Regions from separate parts of the Mus musculus genome. Here region 1 is linked to region 2. A link is a contact called in public HiChIP or PLAC-seq data. All regions are on one chromosome and are shown on one strand. Each heading gives the region's core, a stretch centred on a gene start, on an enhancer-like site or on the middle of the called end of the contact. The rest is flanking DNA. Distances are from core to core; before and after follow the strand shown.

What was found. HiChIP or PLAC-seq counts read pairs in DNA pulled down with a chosen protein or histone mark.
Region 1: a contact with region 2 is called in an H3K27ac HiChIP or PLAC-seq map of embryonic stem cells, with 42 read pairs. The contact joins the promoter of 1810013L24Rik here to the enhancer-like site in region 2. A contact is called at or near these places in 1 of 39 promoter capture datasets (neutrophils), 1 of 15 datasets of contacts at CTCF or cohesin (the NIH/3T3 cell line), 5 of 484 Hi-C or Micro-C datasets (embryonic stem cells, forebrain, macrophages and 1 more), 14 of 115 datasets of contacts at active chromatin or transcription factors (the 230-238 cell line, the SCID.adh cell line, bone marrow-derived macrophages and 6 more) and 3 of 9 other capture datasets (adipose tissue, liver and pancreatic islet).

The regions. Positions count from the first base shown.
Region 1 is chr16:8,828,384-8,831,352 of GRCm38.p6, forward strand. 1810013L24Rik (RIKEN cDNA 1810013L24 gene) reads left to right here and starts at 1,717. Exons shown (of 4, transcript NM_001081400.3): 1 at 1,717-2,302; 2 at 2,938-2,969. The coding sequence starts at 2,077.
Region 2 is chr16:8,786,795-8,789,709 of GRCm38.p6, forward strand. No RefSeq gene overlaps it. Among named protein-coding and RNA genes, the nearest start is that of Gm25805, 22 kb to the left of the region's middle. Within about 2 kb of position 1,552, at least 19 of the 459 cell types and tissues checked have an H3K27ac peak or open chromatin away from gene starts, as enhancers often do. A contact at or near this core is called in embryonic stem cells, where this site is marked.

The sequences.
Region 1 (2,969 bases), core at 467-2,966, 42 kb after region 2:
TAGAGAGATGGCTCAGAGATTAAAAGCACATGCTGCCCTTCTAGAGGACCCAGGTTCAATTCCCAGCATCTACGTGGCAGCTCACATCTACAACTCCAGTTCCAGGGCTTCTGACACCCACTCCTCCCGCCATATACATATGAAGGCAAAACATTAATGCACTTAAAATAAAGATTTTATGAATCATATATTAAAATATGAATTATTTATAAAGCAAATTATAAAAAATAAGATAAAATATAACAATAATGTAATGTTACATATTATCTAATATAATACAAAAATAAGTAAAATTAAAATAAATTATACATAAAACAAAATAAAAAACAAAAACGCATCACAAGGTGTGGTGGCAAAGGCTTTTAATCCCAGCGCCCAGGAGGTAGAGGCAGGAGGATCTCTATGATTTCAAGGCAATCCCAAAACTACCAAAAAAAAAAAAAAAAAAAGTTGTTTCAAGAAACAAAACAGGCCGGGCGTGGTGGCGCACCGGAGGCAGAGGCAGGCGGATTTCTGAGTTCAAGGCCAGCCTGGTCTATCTACAAAGTGAGTTCCAGGACAGCCAGGGCTATACAGAGAAACCCTGTCTCGAAATACCAAAAAAGAAAAAAAAAAAAAAAAAAAAAAGAAGGAAACAAAACAAAGAGCACCAGCACACCTGGCTTTGAGCCTAGTCCTAAGGAAAATGGAATATGAACTTTCAGAGAGTCCAGAGATTAGGCTCTGGGAACCAGACAGATCAGGGAGAAGTCCGGAGAAGCCAGAGCAGGCAGGATCAGATCCTGCAGGACTTCCATCCAGTACAGATGGCATACATAAGCTGTCAGCTCAGAGGCTGAGAGGTCCCGTCATTGTGCTGCCCTCTTGTTCCCAGGCTTCCAGACCTCTTTCCTGGCACTGATCACTCTGAGTGAGCAGTGCAGGGGCCCGGGTGCCAGCAATTGCACATGGGGGGCGGGGGCGGGACGCGGCGGTCGCACGTGTCCCGGGAGCGTGCATGGGACAGGTGCCGGGCCGCTACTAGCGCTGGGCGCACTGTCCGCCAGGCGGCCCTGGTGTCCAGCTCCCTCCGGTCCCCTTCTCCGGGAAATCTCGGTGAGCGTCCCCAGGTCGCTCACACCTCCGGAGAATTTTCCTTTGGATTCACACGCTTTACTTGCCCCACTAAGGTTGGGAATTCTGGCATTAAAAAAACATAGAAAGGGCGCTGCAAACAGAGGTAGACTGCACTTCTCAGGAACTCGAGGAGTCAGCACATAAACACTGCGTGACCATGCACTTGCAAGCCCGGGAAAGGCCCCCGCGGGGTGCGGTCACCCGGCGGAGTCACGTGACTCTCAGACGGGGTGCGGGAGCGAAGCGAGCACCGCGCAAGCGCAATCCCTTGGCTCCAGTGTACAGATATTTCTTCTTCTGCTTTGGTTGGTCGCACGCAAACACTGTCAACTCCTCCCTGCTCTACAGTCTTCAAGTTCCCTGACATTTACTCCTTCCCCCAGCCCCCCGCCCATTGATGACATCAGTTCGACAGGCGGGTAAGCCAATCAGAACGCTGCGTTCAGGGGCCAGCACGCGGAACCCGTTGCGGCGGGCCAATGGGGAAGGTCGACGGTGGGCGCGCCCCAACCGCCTCCTGCCGGGGAAGCGCCGCTGGCCAAGTGGGCGGCGCTTTCCAGTCAGCATGTGGGCGGGGGAGGGCGGGGCCCGGTCGCCGCAGAGGCGTCGACGCCGCCGCCGTAGACGACGTTCCTCAGTCTTCGAGGTGGGCTCGGCGGCGCAGGCCGGACAGGGAACGCCGGTTGGAGAGCGGCGGCGGTCGGACCGAGGCCGCGGGGCCGTGGGTGGGCGGTAAAGGGGTGCGGGCGAGGCTAGGGCAGGGTGCGGCACCTCGGAGCGGGGTTGGTGGGCAGAGGACTCGGGCTGTGCGGGGTGGGTGCCGGCTCCGCGGGCTTGCACAGAGGCCTGGGCCGGCCGCCGGGCCCCTCGTTCCCGGGCCTGTCGACGACGACGTTCCCGCGGGGACCGCGCTTAAGGAGGACGCGGCGGCGGCGGCCAGGCCGCGGGAGGCCGCGGAGGATGGAGGAGCGGAAGGAGGAGGGCGAGGCGGAGATCCAGGAGCACGGGCCGGAGCATTGGTTCTCCAAGTGGGAGCGGCAGTGCCTGGCCGAGGCCGAGCAGGACGAGCAGTTGTCTCCCGAGCTGCAGGAGGAGGCGGCGGCCGCCGCGCAGCCCGAGCACAAGCAACAGAAGCTGTGGCATCTCTTCCAGAACTCGGCCACGGCCGTGGCTCAGCTCTACAAAGGTGAGGCCGCGCCGCCATCTTGGCGCCGCCCCGGCCTGCGGAGCTGCTCTTCCCCCCGGTTCCCGGCTCGGTCCCCGGGACCTGGCGGCTCCTCGCACCCTGCGGGGATAGCCGGACGACTGGGAGGGGAGGGCCGTGCCGCGGACCCCTGGCCATCTGACCCGCAGGACGGCGACGGAGGAGCTACCCTGGGAGGGGGAAAACTACGATGAAGGATGGGGAGACCCCCGATTTAGAGTACCTCCCGAGGGTCCCCACGTACCGGTCCGGGTGTCCCCGGTCGGATCGTGGGGGTAGGGGAGGAGTCCCTGTCACAAAATGGCGAAGGAGGCGGTGGGGCGGCCCTATTGTGCCCCGAGCCGGCCTCGGGGCGGAGACTGCTAGGGGCGCTTCCCTGAGCCTGCCGGGCGGCGTTCGCCACTCGGGTTGCGCTGTTGTCAGGTTCCCCTTCCTCGACCCAGTAACTCCGGTCTCACGCTCCCTTTGGGATCCCCAAATCCTGAACAAAATGGCGAAACCTAATATGGCCGTTCCGGAGTGAGTGACGCCCAAATAACATTCTCTTCTTTCTCTATGTCCTTGTGTGTGTCTTTTTCCCCCCCCTATTGTTTTTTTTCCCCCCTTTTTGTTTCCAGACCGAGTGTGTCAGCAGCCAGGACTTTCTCTC
Region 2 (2,915 bases), core at 302-2,801:
AGAGTTCTGCCTGTGCTAGGCAAGTGCTGAACTATATCCCCAGCCCATTTTTCTTACTGATATAGGGCTTCATACATTACAGGTTGGTCTCCGATCTGGGACTACGACTACAGATATGTGCCACTACATCCAGTTATGTGTGTGAGTGTGTATGAGTGTATGTGAGTGTGTATGTGAGCATGAATATATGTGTGAATATGTGAGTGTGAGTATGTGTGTGTGAGTGTGTATGTGTGTGTGTGTGTGAGTGTGTGTGTGAGTGTGTGTGTGTGTATGTGTGAATGAGTGTATGTGTGTGTGTGTGTGTGAGAGTGTGTATGAGTGTGTGTGTGTGTGTGTGTGTGTGTGTGTTACTGGGGATTGAAACCAGTGCCTCACAATTACTAGGAAGGAGCTCTATCCACCACCTCCTCAATTCTTTTTTCTTTTCTTCATGAAAACAGCAAGCTTTTTCCTTTGAAGCAGGATCTCACTAAGTTACCTAGTCTGACCTTGAATTTACTCTCTAGTCTATGCAGTTCTTTTTCTCTGTATAGCCCTGGCTGTCCTGGAACTCACTCTGTAGACCAGGCTGGCCTCGAACTCAGAAATCCGCCTGCCTCTGCCTCCCAAGTGCTGGGATCAAAGGCGTGTGCCACCACTGCCTGGTGTCTACGCAATTCCTGAATTTTCCATCTTCCCACCTCAGTTTACCTAGTAGCTGGGATTACAGGGCTGATCACCATGCCTGCCTTCAAAAATGTTGGAGGTAGAAGCAGGAGGAACAGGAGTCCCAGGTCATCCTTAGTTACAGCACAAGTTTAAAGTCAGCTTGGGGCAAGGCAGTGGTGATGCACACCCTAAACCTCAGGGCCTGGGAGGCAGATCTCTGAGTCTGAGGCTGGCCTGGACCACACAACAAGTTCCAGGACAACCGAGGGTACACAGAGAAACCCTGTCTTCATTTAAAAAAGAAAAGACAAGGGGCTGGAGGAATGGCTCAGTGGTTAAGAGCACTGACTGCTTGTCCAGAGGTCCTGAGTTCAATTCCCAGCAACCATATGGTGGCTTACAACCATCTGTAATGGAATCTGATGCTCTATTCTGGTGTGTCTGAAGATAGCTATAGTGTATTCATACTAAATAAATAAATAAATAAATGACTAAATAAAAAAAATTTTTTAAAAAAAGGAAAAGAAAGAAAAGAAAAAGCTAGCATGGGCTACTCTACATGGGACCCTATATCAAAAAATAATGACCTAGGCTATACATGTCAGACTTAATGAATAGCTTCCTGCCTAGAGGAAAGACTGTGTCAATGAGCAGAGACTGCCCTGTGCATACTGGGGTAGACGCTAAGCATGAGCTGCTCTCAGCCAGCACCAGGGAAACCAGGAATGTTAAACAAGCAGGCTCCCCTCTGGAACAGAAAGGACTTATTTATACCTATTCCCACCTGCAGAGCTGGGAATGGATGTGGTTAATAACCCAGGGATCTTTGCTGTCCGGTAGGGCCAGGGCCTCACCCGAATCCTCAGACAATGTTGTTTATTCCAGATACTTCAGCTTAGACCTCTACCCTGAGTGCCCTTTCTCAGTCAATAGGACACCCCTACCCCCTTCTGAGACAGGGTTTGTTGTCTGTAACCCCGGCTGTTCTGGAACTCACGCTGTAGACCAAGCTAGCTAAACAAAATTTCTCTCTCTCTCTCTCCCTCTCTCTCCCTCTCTCTCTCTCTCTCTCTCTCTCTCTCTCACACACACACACACACACACACACACAAATGTTATTTATAGCAGCTATGGTGGTACATGCCTACAATCCCAGCTTTTGGGAGTCCCTGACAGGAGGATCATTTTAAGTCCAAACCAAGCCTGGGCTTCTTAGTGAAACTCTGTCTAAGAAAGGATGGGGAAAAAATAGGTCAGGGGGTGGTGGTGGCTGGGGCTGGTGGAGAAGGCGGTTCCACCTGTCTCTGCCTCTGTACTTGCAAAAAGAATTGTGATTTAGCCACACCCTAAGGATTATTGTGATAATTGCCACCAGGAAACCTTTTTCCAAAGTTGTACAGTGTATAAATCAACTGCCCAGGGTCAGACTCTAGAAGTTTAAACCAACACAGGCTGCTGAGTCTTGCTGAACCTAACTGCATTGCCTCGTGGGCATCCTTACTCGGCTATCTGTGGCCTTGCAGAGACACCCCACAGGCAGACTTTCCAGGACAGTCACTGTTTGCTAAAAAGCATCCCTGTGGGGTCAGGCTGGACCTTTCCCATCATAGACAGGGCAACTTTGAGAGGACCAATTAACTACATAGGGTTCATTCCGCTGCTTCACTTCTGAAAGGAGAGAAAGGACACCAATGTGGGTGGGGAGGGAGGGAAGAAGCCAGGAGGAGTCGGGGGAGGGGAAACATACAATAAAAATATATTGTCTGAAAGTAAAAACAAAACAAACCACCCACCCTGTACAAACTCTGTGTGTATGTGTGTGTGTGTGTGTGTGTGTGTGTAGGTGGCAGAAGGTAAAGAGATGGCTCAGCAGTCAAGAACATAGGATGCTCTTCCAAAGGACCCAGGTTTGATTTTCAGCACCCATATAATGGCTCACAACTATCTGTAACTCCAGTTTCAGGGGATCTAGCTCTGTCTTCTGACCTCCAAAAGCACTACACATTTGTCAAACACCATACATGCTGGCAAAACACCCATAAAAATGAAATTAAAATAGCAAAGGACACATAAAAGTAAACAAATTTTTAAAAAATCTGTGACTCTACTCCAAAGATAAGTCTGGTATATTTATACTTATTCTAGTCTTCTTTTCTCTCTTTACAATGTAGCATTAGATAGGCTGTATACTTTTTTTCCTGAAGTGGTAGTATATTGTATACAGATGTCAGTGATGGGACTGAGGAGACAGCTGTAGGTAAAGT